2 separate regions of the Zea mays genome follow, and region 1 is linked to region 2. A link is a contact called in public Hi-C data. All regions are on one chromosome and are shown on one strand. The core of a region is the stretch at or near the end of the contact, and the rest is flanking DNA. Distances in the headings are between cores, read along the strand shown.

The links. A called contact is a pair of places that touch in the nucleus more often than the background predicts.
Region 1: a Hi-C map of ear shows a contact between it and region 2, with 2.3 times the contacts expected there. The contact joins the promoter of LOC100284768 here to the promoter of LOC100382870 in region 2. A contact is called at or near these places in 2 of 25 Hi-C or Micro-C datasets (ear and endosperm).

Annotation. Positions count from the first base shown.
Region 1 is chr9:144,399,048-144,406,728 of Zm-B73-REFERENCE-NAM-5.0, forward strand. It overlaps LOC100284768 (organic anion transporter), which reads right to left and starts at 4,039. Exons shown (of 4, transcript NM_001157663.2): 1 at 3,297-4,039; 2 at 334-437; 3 at 1-219. The coding sequence starts at 3,785. LOC100273905 reads right to left here. Exons shown (of 12, transcript NM_001148297.1): 12 at 6,193-6,628.
Region 2 is chr9:143,418,865-143,425,763 of Zm-B73-REFERENCE-NAM-5.0, forward strand. It overlaps LOC100382870 (NADH dehydrogenase [ubiquinone] 1 alpha subcomplex subunit 8-B), which reads right to left and starts at 2,738. Exons shown (of 2, transcript XM_020544104.1): 1 at 2,327-2,738. The coding sequence starts at 2,523.

The DNA.
Region 1 (7,681 bases), core at 2,789-5,288, 980 kb after region 2:
AGTGCGCTAGTATGTTTGGTCACCAAGAAATTGGTCAAATTGACAAAATATGACAAGCAAGAATTGAACAGTAGCAACCAAACAATCGTGAAATCCTTCTTTGCAAGCTGAATTGTGATGCCAACAACATTATCCTCCATAAAGATAGTTGCAGGAAGCAAGAAAATAACAGCAATTGGAGCCATGTACAATAACAGATTCATAGAATTAAGCTTCTCCCTGCAAGACATCAGAACAGAGAAACACTCAGCATCCACACAAATGCAAAGCAGTAAATGGATCCAAGGCAATGTGTAAAAAACAGTGGGTTATAAGATAGAAGACAGAAGTTACCCATCAGAAGACAGAAGAATTCCTTGCAGTACTGTCTTCAACGCCCTTGCTGCAGTTGCTCCTATGCACATGATGAATCCAAACAGATGAAAGCTAGGCTCGCCCTGTAAATTCGATTTGCAAATTCTATATCAGTAAGTATTAGAACCTAGAGGTCCAACAACAGCTCTAGCCAGTATGCATTCAAAGCTCTACGTTCTCCACTTGACTCACATTTGATATCTATACCACTGTTTTCAAGTCGTCCGATTAATCGTGATTAATCGTCCAAATCGGTCTGGACCAATCATGATTAATCGTCCAAGTCGTCCAACTAATCGCGATTTATCGTCCAAGTTGGTCAGCCAGAACGACCAACAAGTCGCCCGACTTGAAAACAATGATCTATACTAGTTGATGTGAAACAAATACCTCCTAAAGATTCCTCATAGCAGCCAACAATAGAATCAACTTGGTAGACTGAGATGCTACACGTTAACATAAGATTCCCACATCCCACCTCCAGTGGTCATTGAACATTTTGCTAGCCTAGTATGCCTTGTATTGTACAAATGAGCTGTAACACAATGTTGTATATATTATGTATAATGCAAGAGAATCAACTCAATAATGGCGCAATTAACAGCCCAGTTCATGTTCAACGAATGTATAGGCAATCTATCATATCAGTTCCAAAAGGTGAACCAATGCTTTGATTTTATAATCAAATTTCAAAATGTGGATTACTTTCCAGAAACTTATTTTTAAAATCCTGACTTGTAAATCCATTTTTTATGACACTAGGCGCTTTGTGTGTAGGATCCAAAAATTTAAGGTTAGAGAGGCATTGAAAAGGACGAAAACAAGTAAGACGATAGGGCTTGATGGTACCCAATCAAGGCATAGAGATGCCTCGGGGATATAGCTATTGTATGTCTAACCAAGTTGTTCAATTATATCTTCTGGTCGAACAAGATGCTTGACAAGTGGAGAAGTATATTGGTACCGATCTACATGAATAAGGGAGATGTTGAAAGTTGTACCAATTAGCAGGGAATTGAGTTGATGAGTTGCACTATGAAGTTGAGAGAGAGAATAGAGAGAGAGGGGGGAGATATCGAGCATCGTCTGACAGGAATAACGAGGATCTCTATGGACCAAGTTGCTTTCATGCCCAGAAGGTCAACCATGGAAGCCATTTTCTTAATAAAGACAAGTGATGGAGCAGTATAGGGAGCAAAAGGACTTACACATAGTTTTCGTCGAGAAGGTTTATGACAAAATATCAAGAAATTTTACGTAGTGGGTTTTGAACAAACATGAAGTTCTGATGAAGTACATTGGACTCATTAAGGACATGTACAACAATGTTGTATCTAGTGTTTGAACTAACAATAGGGACACGAGTAACTTCCCAATTAGAATAGGAGTATAGGACTACATCAAAGATCAACTTTGAGCCCTTACCTTTTTGCCTTGGTGATGGATAAGGTCACATGGGACATACAAGGGGATATCCCTTGGTGTGTGCTTTTTGTGGACGATGTAGTGCTAGTTGATGAAAGCCGAGCAGAAGTAAATAGAAAACTAGGACAAGAGCTCTAGAGTCCAAAGGTTTCAGATTAAGTAGAACTAAAAACGAATACTTAAGATGTAACTTCAGTACTGCTACACAATGAGGAAGAAGATGTTAGTTTAGAAGGTCAAATAGTATCAAGGAAGGATACCTTCCGGTATTTAGGATCAATGCTATAGAGAGATGGGGATATTAATGAAGATGTTAGCTATATAATGGAAGCAAACTGAAGGAAGTGACGCCAAACATCTGCGTTCTATGTGACAATAGGATATCACAGAAGCTAAAAAGGAAAGTTTTATAGGATGATGATTAAACCTACTATATTGTATTTGTATGGTGTAGAATGTTGGCCTACAAAAAGACGACATGTTCGATAGATTTTTTCATTTTTGAATGTTGGCCTACTATATTGTATTTGTATGGTGAAAATGTGTATGCTACGTTAGATTTTTCATTTTTGACCATACAATAAGGGATCGGGTCCGAAATAATGACATACGTGATACGCTAGAGGTAGCACCAATTGAAGAAAAATTTGCCCAATACCTATTAAGATGGTTTGGACATATATCCAACAGAGACATCAAGAGTCAAGAGGCAGTTGTGCATAGTGGAATCCTACATTTATGGAAAGAGAGGTAGAGGAATGTCGGAGATAATATAGGAAGAGGCTGTAAAATGGGGCACGACTACTGTACAATCAAACCTTATGTGCAAGCGAGCATCCTGGTCTGTTAGATCGTTATCCAACCGTAGATATAATTGTGGTTCTTTAGGGGATTTTTTACACGAAATGATGGAATACACCCAAAGGATTAGCTTTAAATAGAAACAAATGAAAAACAGATATTCACGTGCCTAAACCTTTGGTTGGGTTTTAACTCTAGCCTATCTCAACTTGTTTGGAACTAAAATATTTTGTTGCTATTGTTGTTGTTAACTTGCAAATCCACAGTTTCCAGACATGGTTTCGGCAGGGGGGGAAAACGAGCTACCCCTGTAAAAGCTCGGTCTAGCTGGATCCGGTGGTTTTGGTTAACTGGATTAGTCTCTAGCTGATCACATAGATAGTGAGTAGCTGTTATGCCAGTTGATCACTTGGCCCCATGCCATCAGATGATAGCCGACGCCTGAGGTAACATCTACAGGCACCCTGACACACAGTGAATGGTTTCCATCTGATAATCCCAAAAATCTGTTCCCAACGAAGGGATCACCATCCAATGAACTGAGGCTGCCGTTTGTGTCCAATTATAGTCAGATGACAGATCCACCTGTTCTCGTCAGCTCCATCCCACTACTGCAATCCGAGGCAGCCAAACCCGGATTCCACTCAGATCCAATCCCGACTCCAACAGATCTACTGAGAAAACAGAAGACAGAGACGGAGCAGGCAGCAACTTACGCCGCTGGCGATGATGACTCCAGTAACGACGGGCACGAGGGTGAGGTAGGTGATCCACGACTCGCGCTTGACGGTCATGATGTACGCGAAGACGGCGGTAAAGAAGGGCGTGGTGGCGCCGACGGCCTGGTTGAAGGAGACGGGGAGGTAGCGCAGCGAGACGTTCCCGGAGACGACGGAGCCGCAGAAGACGAGGCTGAGCGCGGCGATCTTGGCGAGCTGGACGCGGGAGCGCACGAGCTGCATGGGCACGACGCGCAGCCAGGCGATGGCGGCGTAGGAGAGCAGGGCGCAGGCGGACATGTGGCACATGGTGAGGAAGATGGGGTACTTGAAGCCGTAGTTGCTGAGGAGGTACTTGTTGAGCAGGAGCACGCCGATGTTGGAGGAGTACCAGGCCGTGACTAGCCCCACCGTGAAGAGGCGGCCGTTCCCCGCCGCGGGCCCCGTGCCGCCGGGGGACGGCGTGGCGCCGCCCTTGGCAGCCATGGCTCCTCGGTCGTCGTCGCCAACGCCGGCGGCCGCGCACGAACGAGCTCGCGCGCGGGCGCGCGGGGAGATCTGAGTGGTGAGGGGGGAGGAGGTGGGAATGGCGTGCGGGGCGGTGGGCTGGGTCGCGGTTGAATTGGTGGTGGGTTTGGGCTTGGCTCGTTGGCACGGGAGCGAGGCGTCTGCGTGAGCCTCTGCGTTTATGGGAGCGGGGACGAGACGAGGCGTGTCCGGCTGTCGGTGGTGAGAACGGAGGGGAGATGGATATCTTTTTTGCCTTGTGTTTCCGGTGTGCTTTTTCGTTAATCCAGAGCTCCAGGTCAGAGGTTGGTTACTTTGGGTTTTATGTTTGTTTTAAATCATTTCATATTAGCCGGGGCTCGGGCGTTTAGCTGTTTCTTCTTTTTTTTGTTTCGAATTTCACATTTGCAAATGTAACCGTACCCTTGCCCTTATAGATAGATGAGCAAGGATTTTATTTCCAAACTATGCATGAAATTTGTCAACCAAATAGATGGAGACTATAAGACGCTCTACTACTAGTTTGGAGCTACATAGTAGTGAGACTGGAAATCAATTCAAACATATCATGAACCATCCTCCCTTTCTTCTGTGTAAAGCCCACCTCAAATTCGTGTGTTGAAGCTTTGCTGTGGGGAAAAAAATAGTTACTTAGGGCTAGTTTGGGAACACCGTTTTCCCAAGAGATTTCCATTTTCCCAAGGGAAATTAGTTCATTTTCCCTTGGGAAAATTGGAATCCCTTGGGAAAACGGTGTTCCCAAACTAGCTCTTACTAAGATAAGTACGAGCATACAAAATTTTAAAACCAGTAGCCTCCTACTCGTAGCGATCATTAATCCTAACGAGCTGCAAAGACTACAAGATCTACGGGTGCGTTTGGTCAGAAGTCAGAAGTTTGGCGAGGAGGCGTGCAACGACATGGAAATTCGTTCGGCGGCCGAGCATGACAGCACCGGCTCACCGCTCACGGACCTAACCCAGCTCCGCACCCCCGCTGATCGGGTCTTTCTACAGCTAAAAAAAAATAGCTACAATAGCGGAGCTGCGAGGTGCGTCGGCTGCTGCGACGGCTACGATTTGCTCAAGACCAACAACTTGCCTAGTTCGTGCCCTGCCGAGTGCCGACCCGGTCCGGTGGTTCGGTGACACGGATACGGTCGCCTGATCCCGCACGAGCAGAGCAACGCGCCAAAGCAGCTCGAGTGCTTGACAAAACTCTACGCCGAATACGACCCGACCCCACGGCGACGTGAGCCCGTGGCGCGTCGCTCGGGTTCCGCGTGCTTGCCATCTGGAGGAAGCCAGGAAGGTGTCTCGCTGCCACCAACCCATCTCATTCCTGTCATTCGAGTTAACACTCAACAGTGACTTGCTGACGTGTCCGCGGCCGTTCTGCTTACTACTATACTGACCTTGACCTGTGGAGTGTGGACTGTGGTGGTAGGCTGGCTCATTCGTTGTTGCAACTGTGCACGAGAAGGTGAAATAGGAAGAAATTATGGGTAAAGGCCAGTTAGATTTCAGCATCGTAAAAAGCGATAAAGCTCAAGTGAGAAGTGGCCCGGGTGACTGTGCTGAGCGGAGACGGCATATTCCGGGTGCTCCCAAGTCCCAATTCCGGAGGAACGCTTCATCCTACTCATCGCCTTTATGTGTGGATGGGGTCAGCTCCAGGCTCGGATCCACATCCACCTCATAAAATACATGCTTTCATCGTACGATAACCAGCAGGGAAAGAGAGGACGAACTGTACGCAAACGGGAAGCCGTCAATGCAAGGGAGACCATTTCTTCAAAGATCTAAAGAAACCTAAACACGTCATCAGGCCATGTGTACCAGCCCCCTTTGACTCAGCTTCTTCCAAACTCCAAACTTCGGGTCTCTGATCTGATGCCTCGTGATGGAACGACACTACAATACAGTAATTGGCAAACCGGTAGGTCCTGACATATTCTTTGACCTCGTGTAAAAGTAACGAAGGATTCCACGGCAGAATCAACCGGGGCCTGAAGCACATGGTAGATCGTGGGCAGGAGCATAACAATATACTAAGCGAGGAGCCGAGGACATGTGGTACGGTCGAATGTTTCTTCCAGAGAAAAAAAAAGGCTCCGGAGGAATATTCTCTGCGCCAACACTTGGTAATATACTACTAGTTACAGTACAGAAGTAGCAGCTGCTAAGCTGTAGTCAGGTACTCGGCAACTTGAACAGCCCAATTTGACCTGGCACAGATCAAGGCAAACAAGGGGCACCAAATTCCGTTTCATCAATAGAAAAGTACAAGGAGCAACAAATTATTTTCTCCTACAGAAGTAAAGTTTGGCAGAGGTTTGGCCACCACCAGATGAATAGAGCCCATCATGACAGCAAATAAGATTTTTGTGGAACGTCCATATGGACATGGAAACGTCAGTTCTTATTATACTGTCCTAAAAAAAAGACAAGTGTTCTTAGACATTGTCTCATTATTCCACTGACTATTTTAGCAACCTACATGCTACCATGACAAAGATGCTCCAACATGAAAACCTATAAACTTATAAATTGAAGTATTTTCAAGCTCCCGCATAATAAGACATTGAAGAAGATTGCTATTTCAGCTATCCTCGTTGCATCAGAAGTCAAAAGAACCTCACCAGCCAAACAACAAATTCCCTTTCAAGCTCACAACCAATGTAAGCCTCACATCCACCCTTCTATACTGCTCTAATATAGATCCTTTTGCTCTGTAAATGTTAGCATCAGCTTCATAGAGGTCCTCACTTGTCAACCTGCTCAGAGAACCAACTCAAACCATTTCGTCCATTCCTGCTAATCCTAGATCAAAAGACATTTGAGGATCAATTAGATCCTTGAGAAATAAATAGAAGTATTTGTTTAAAAGAAAATTTAGTAGCATGTCATACACCTTTCCATATCTATAATTTTCTAGAACTATCTATTAGGCCCTGTTCGGTTGGGTCGGATTGTGGCTAGGAACTATTCCAACTAATCAATACTAGTACAAATAAACATATCATTCCAACCGGAACGGTTGCAATGGAACCGTTCCGGAGTAAACGAACAGGCCCTTAGGCCCTGTTCGGTTCTCACGGATTGAAGCTCTGGAATAGTTCCTAGCCGGATTACTTCTCTAATTTATATAAATTTTGATGAGCTGGAACGAATCCTGGTTCATTCCGGGAGAAGCGAACAGGCCCTTAGGTTGATCTCATCCGGTTTGGTCAAGAGATCGATCTGGACTCCAACTTTCACACCTGCGTATATTAACAGATAGGTTCACCATAGCCTCCTCTCTCGTACACCTCTAGCAAGTCTCGATCTATCTCCTACGCGGTTAGTGAAGAAAAAGACCACCACCCTACCTCGACGCCTCAGAGAGAAGCTACATCACCCTAATGGTGTCAGCATCCAACCCCGAATGTATACCTATGAGTTCTTAGGTATCTAGTAGCTAGATTTTATGTACAAGATCTTATAATGATCCAACAATGGTACCAAAGCGAGGTTGGTGCCCGAACCTTAACCCTTGATGTGTCTAAACCATCGTTTTAGGGGTGAACCCGAACAAATCCTCCAAAAGCCTCACATTCATCCATTAGAAAACGAGAGGAAGACAGTGAAGAGAGAACCATCACTGTTTTTTCCCAGAACCCCAACCGTAACCCTATACCACGAGCACACAAACAGGAAAAAGGGGAAAGGGTAAGAGCTTACTTGTTTGCAGACGACTGGGTAGAAACAACGCAGCCACCGGTACATAACGCCACGCACAGGACACTAGGGCACCGCCAAGAGGTCGCTCGACGGTGACATGCTCACCCCGAAGGGGAGCTCGCGCACCGACGATTGGCCCCACGGGCAGCGCCA
Region 2 (6,899 bases), core at 1,488-3,987:
ATTACCAAACAAGAAATAATAAAAACACATACTCAATGCCTCAACAAGTGTCGTATTGTTGAACATGCACTTCTTTGGTGCATGTTCTCCAGCTTTTAAGAATGACAGGTGGCCTATGCAACTCAATACTCCGGAATTGAGGATCTGGTAGATCTCAATAATATGTCAACACTGATAATGTACTTTTCTTTTTCTTACTTTATGTCCTGTGTAACCTATAAGCATTAACTCCCTGGTCTCAATGCCCAAGAAGAAGGAAAAGACAGCACTAATTCAACCACTTCAGGTTTCTAGTCGATAAATTGATAAACTATAAGGGGTTCATTTTGACAGGAGCCAAACAGAGTAAGATATCAAGCCAGGTAGAAATCACTAGTTCTTCATGTTATAAAAACATGTGAATATGTGATGATGTTGAATGAATTTGCGAAAGCCTTTTCTCATTCCATTTCCTCTCAATAAAATGTACTGTCTAAAAGAAAGTATAAAGTTGGTTAAGGCACCAACAGTTCCTCCATTGCGATTCATGGTGTTAACGCAGTGTCATCACCATCTTATCAATTTAAACTCAGTGTCATAAACTAGTATATCCCTGAAGGTGGATTCTTGTTGACTTCAGTGCAAATTTGCATTTCTGAGTCACTAGGGCAGACCCACTGCAGAGGTTCCCACAAGAGTGAGGTCTAGTGAAGGGATAAATTGAGGCTGAAGGGATAAACCGAGGCAAGCCTTCCCCCCACAAATGTGGAGAGGCTGCTTTGCACACGCGACCTGATGACTATGTGAGATAGCTCTCACCACTGCACCAGGCCTGCTCTTTATCCCTGAATCACTTGCTGTCATTATATTTAAATTCACTTGTTGTGGATTTTCCACAGTATAGTAGTGTACTCATGGTGACATATGATTTTCGGGCCACAGAAGAACAATCTAATCACAGGATGAGTATCAACGGTGGATAAAAATTTAACGAATGCAGCTCAGATCAATTAGGCAGAAATGTGACCTTAGCTGCAAACAGCAAGTGTCATCACGCTAATTTTCTTACTAAAGAGCAATGTGGAAAGCAATTGCAAGGAAGATCTACAAAGCAGAGAAGTTCTTAGCCTTCTACTGGAAGAAGTGGTTGTGTGGCACAACTAGGGTTTCCGGCAATTGGTTCTAGCTAGCCAAGCTTCCAGTTTGGGACAGTTGCACCAAATCAACCATTGTAAGATGATATGGTAGGTACCAGTTATATGCATTTTAGCTGTAACGACCAAGTACAGAGTTAAGGATTACAGTCTCTTGTTAGCTATAATTTTATCATCTTGGCAATGCTTTCTAAGGGCTTCACCTATTACATTTTCTCCTCCTGAAATCTATTTGATTATGGTCAATAAAATAATAGTCAAAATGAGATAAAGGAAAAACTAAAAGCAGTATGGTTCAAGCAAACGTGTACTGTTGAAAATGAGCATACCAGAAGCAGAATATGAACCTGAGACAACATTCAGATATAGAAAAGAATTTGAATATCAAGTAACAGAAATGTTACTAAGCTAAATACCAGGTTTTGTGTGCCTGTAGCCTTCCTATCATAGAACTTAAGGGGAACTCACTAAGGATATCGCAGTATTTATTGGCTGCAACTGCAAAGAAGGGCTGTTGTTTGGATGAAACCAACCTAAACAATCAAGGTACAAAAACCTTTGCTAAGTTTGATGGATGGCCCTGAATCCAAATGAGCTGTGAGCTGTCTAACAATGAACATAACCAGTTCAAAGTGCTCTAGCTAATCTGTCCAGCCCCTAGCGGGGGCTAAAGGCTACAGTAGCATCTGGCCATAGCTTGACATGTATAGGTTGCCGATTATTCTAATTTGCTAGTTCATTGGCTACAACCACGTATTAAAACCTGCCCTTATGGGCATGCTTGGGTCTTTTTAGTTTCCTTCTCGTCTTCTAAATATAATGACCCTCAGCTCTCATGCGCGTTGAAGAAAAAAAAACTAGTGCATCCTTGCAATGCAATAAAAAATCTCTAATACTGTATTATATATGAACATAATTCATAATTTTCTATCTTCGTCGAAGTTATCAAATCATGTCTCTGCATAGCATTTGCATATACTGCTGATGGTTACCCTGATAAGGGATGGCAAAAAATGCACACTAGTTACCAGATAAGCAATGCCAGGTAGCTGTTCAACTGTATCATCAGTAACCTCACAAACCGCTTCGCTAACGTACCGAAGCCTAAGGAACAGAATGATGGAAGCGAGTCCAATCGAGCAGCAGGGGATCGGACGGCGCAGGTAAGGGGAGAACGTGGCAGACGAACTCACAGGCTAAGGACGCAGCTTGTGACCTGGCGACCCTTCTCGAGGCACTTCTCAGGATTAGGGTCCTTCTTCTTGCAGTTGAGGAAGGCGACGTTCTCCGGGCGGCACCGGACTGCGATGTGCTTCGACGCTGCCATCAGCACCGACGACGTCGGGATCGGCTCCCCCAAAGCGTCTACGGGCGTGCTGCTCGCCGACATCGCTGCGTGCGTGGTGGCTTCGCCGGGGCTCCTGGTCTTGGAGATCTGGGGAAGGAAGTGGGAGAAGCCGAAGCGAGACGGCCACACCTGACGGGAAGGGAGGACGAGACGGACTGACCACTGACGGCAGGGATGAAGGTGGGGACAGGTGGTTCCTGCCTTCGTGGGCTTTACCTGGGCTCATTTGAAAGTTTTAGAGCAACCTACCAGGCCTCGAAAACCCTCGGTCTCGCGTAGAGGTAAATACTCGTCGGTTAGGAGCATTATATTCCGATACACCCATCACAAAAAATTATACGGATCCAATTATCCGTATACAATAGTGAGTATAAAATCTTACTCATACTCATGCCCGCACGGTTAATTTTACCTGTCGGGTAACCCGTACTCACTAAGAAGATCTCAAATTCTAATATTCTGATTACTCAAAATGTCAATAAATACAGAAAATAATTTCAACTTAAAATATAACAAACCATACGATTACATAACTTGATAGTTAAATAAATAATAGTCGAAGAAAGGTTTTATTTTAACCAAGATGGGCTTTATTAGATAATAATAGTGGTATTATACGGGTATATTTTACCCACGAGTATGTCGGTATGGGTAGTACCACCATATATGTCTATCCAACTGGTAGAGATTTTTGCCCAATAACATACCCACGGGTATAGAAATTATCCTATACCTACCTACATATCAGGTAAAATCAATCGTGTAGTCGAGTTTTGGGTACCCATTGTCATCCCTAATCTCGTGAGAGTCCCTATTTCTCAATTTCTAAGAAAAAAGTAGCTAAAACCAGTTTTTGACTGGTAAATATATACTGGCCTTATTTGGTTTGGTAAAATTACTGTGATTTCCACCACTTCCGGACCTATCCATGTGGTCTTTTTTTGGTTTCTACCCAATTTTAATATTTAATGATTATTTAAAAAATTCAAATATACAAATATGAGTTCAATCTATATCCAAAATTGACAGCAAAGAAAAATGAAGAGAATAATTGAATCAACTACTTTTAAAATAAAGTAGGGGTAAACTTGCTTTTGTCTAAGGAACTGGGTTTCAAACACACACATACACTTTTTTCATAAAACAGTTTACAGAAACTAGGGATGGAAACCAGTTTCTTATAAACCTTATAGGAGGTTGAAAATATACCATGTGTGCAAAATTGCATACAGGGAGTGGTATTGTACTTGTACATGTCAGGAAGGTTAACACTACAACATACCGACATGCAGGCATTCCAGCCAGGTGAGCAATAGAAAGCATGTGTGGGTTGTTTTTGCTGCAATAGCTCTTTCACGAGGCAATTGCTACTGGTATTACCTTATTCCACTGAGGTTGGAAGGGCAAATCCCTTGCGCTTTGTGCTCACCAGTCACCACACAGCCGCATGCCTTGCAAACGTTGGCTAGATCGGGCGTATTTCAAAGAGCCTCCGGACTCCGGTGGAGATGATTGCTAGAGAGCTCAACCGCACGCGATGGTAGCACACCTCGTTTCCTATGGGCCGGATTACAAACAAACTAGTGGGTTAATTAGCCTATAATCTACTAGGTGAGTGCCCGTGCGTTGCAACGGCAACATATAATATCGTAATGAATTATGTACAAATGTGTGTTTCATTGTTATAGTAATATGTTCGTGCTTTGAACATAATCATATTTGATACAAATAAAAAATATATGTGCTATACACATTTGGATCTTCTATACACATAGGTGAGTGCCCGTGCGTTGCAACGGAACCGTATAATAACACGATAACAATATATATTATAGGTATGTTCCCGTGCGTTGCGACGGAAGTAAAACATTTGTATGAAACATTGATACGGAACGACAAACATCACTATAATATGCAAATCCGTGTGGAAAACATTATCAATGTCACACAAATTATTTCTAAAAAGTTAATTTATAATTTTTAATTACAGACAAATGTGTCGACAACCGTACACTAATCAGCTAATCCTTTTTAGCGATATCGATAAGTCTCTGTTGTATATTTGCAGGGATGGCATATCGGCACGAATTATCCTCATAACTTAACAGATCAATCACAAAGTTCTTTCGAAGAGTCTTTGCATCCTACAGACAAAGACATAAGAGAACAAAACATATTATCTTGTAGAACGAGATAGCTGGAATGTAAGTTTTGAACATAAAACGAACGTACTACACTCACCCCAACAAATTTCAGTCGTCTGTCATCACCCCACATGGCCATAGCTTGTAGAACGAGGTAGCTGGTATTAAACCTATAGAATAATATTTGGGCAACTATGTTTTATACAATGATTATCATAGAAAAAATTTAAACTGCTGAGAAGGTGGTACGAAGAAAATACCCTCTTAAGTCAATTGGAACACCAGTCTGAATTGTATGTTCCCACTTAAAGATATCCTCCGCCCATCCAGAACGTTTCTTACTGTAAGCAATCTTATATTTTTTTGAGGCCATGATAATCGCTTCCGCGAACGTCTTGTATGGCATGTGTTTACACCAATCTCGAGTCGGTGTAAAGTCGATAAAAGTCACATGCTTTTTAACATGATCTATTACGAAAAGGGCGTGACATCCATTGAATTTCCATGACATAAGAACCTGCAAAATATCAGTCATTAGGATCCTACAACAGAAGTGTCCTTTATAAATACATTCGAAATGAACACATACTTACATATCTACAACCCGTGATATAATAATTCATTGATGGCCAACAATCGAGTGTTTTGGCTAATTCTTCTGTTGTAGGATCCTGATGGTACTTTGGAAGTTTACCATAACCAACCATTCTTCCATTCCTGCATCAATTAGCAAAGTTCAACTGCTAGAAGAACTGAAATAGAGAAGAATATTTAGCTACATAGGAGACTTCATCGCAGGCCCTCACATAAAATTCCAGATTACATAATATTCTTCCTAGTTTAATACCACAGTAAGGTAGTATACTCTTTCCATGTACATATAAAAAACAATAGGTATCATACTATTTAGTGATGTGCAAATCAAATTAACATGGGGAAATCAAAGAATTAGCAAAGCCTCAGTTAGGGAAACATGCAGACAACACATGAGTTGATCAAATCACATGTTTTGGTCACTGATTGGTATACTAATAGGAGTTGCTATCAGTAAAACAGAAACTGCATTACCAGGTGCCAAAGTTCATTTGTGCCAAAGTTCATTTGAGTTGCAGGACAAAGTTCTTTCAGCAAGTTTTAGAGGTCAACATTATTTCTTTCACTGGGTAGAAATTTTGCATCTATGATAAATACATTTCCAACATAAACTTTATAGTTGGACCCTCAGAATGTTGATGCTCTAGTAGCACTGGCAATCAAACCTTCTGCAGAAAATCTTTAGGTCGGAAGAGGAAAAAGGAAGAGCTCTGAAATTGAACAAGGAACGTCGTCTAGCCCAGGTAATGCTAATGCGAAATGCCCTCTTCATCTGAAGAACTCTCCTTAAAGTCACCCTATTTTCTTCAGCATCAAACAGTAATAATTAAAATAATTCTATGGATACCTCAAACCTGGACACCTAGTTCCCCTCACAGAATAAGGATTCCTGCCTGGAGCTCTAAAACTGTAGTTTCCCTCACAGAATAAGTTGCAAAACTAAGAGGCGAATCCGAGAAATTATCAACCTCTAGCAACTAAAAACATGCCTCCCAATAATATACCCACAAAGAAAGCAAATTACTTCCTGCAAAATGTATAGGTCCAACGTGGGAGAAATGTACCTGGGAGAATTGACAATGACTGGAAGAATGTGAGCTACACAATCTTGTGGCTCCAACAATTTACCAAGAGCAGCACAACCTTCAACAGCAGGAGGTATGATATCCCTTATTGCAACAATCTGCACCGAAAAATGAACTCACTTCAGAAACATCATTCTCACAGCTAGAGCCTAGAAGTCATACTTGAACTTAAAACTTAAACAGCTGAGGCACCTCGAGCTCAAGTTACTTGAACTTAAAACTTAAACCAACAGTTCAGGGCAAGTTTAAAAGCACACACTAAAAATCCGTGGTAAAAACAATGTGGTACTGTAGAAGGTTTGTTCGTTATGCAACAAGAACAACAGTACAGATTGCCACGGACATTCTAATCCGTGGTAAAAACAATGTGTTATGCAACAAGAACAACAACTGAGGCACATCTGGAATACAACCACAATTAGAATGTCCGTGGATTGATTTTGGTTGTTGCACAACACAATGAGAACTGCAAAAAACAATGTGGTACTGTAGAAGGTTTGTTCGTTGTTTACTGAGAATCAGGGACTAATGAAACATGATGCAGTTGATTAAGGAATTTAGAAGATAATAAGCACCAACTAACAACAAGAACGTA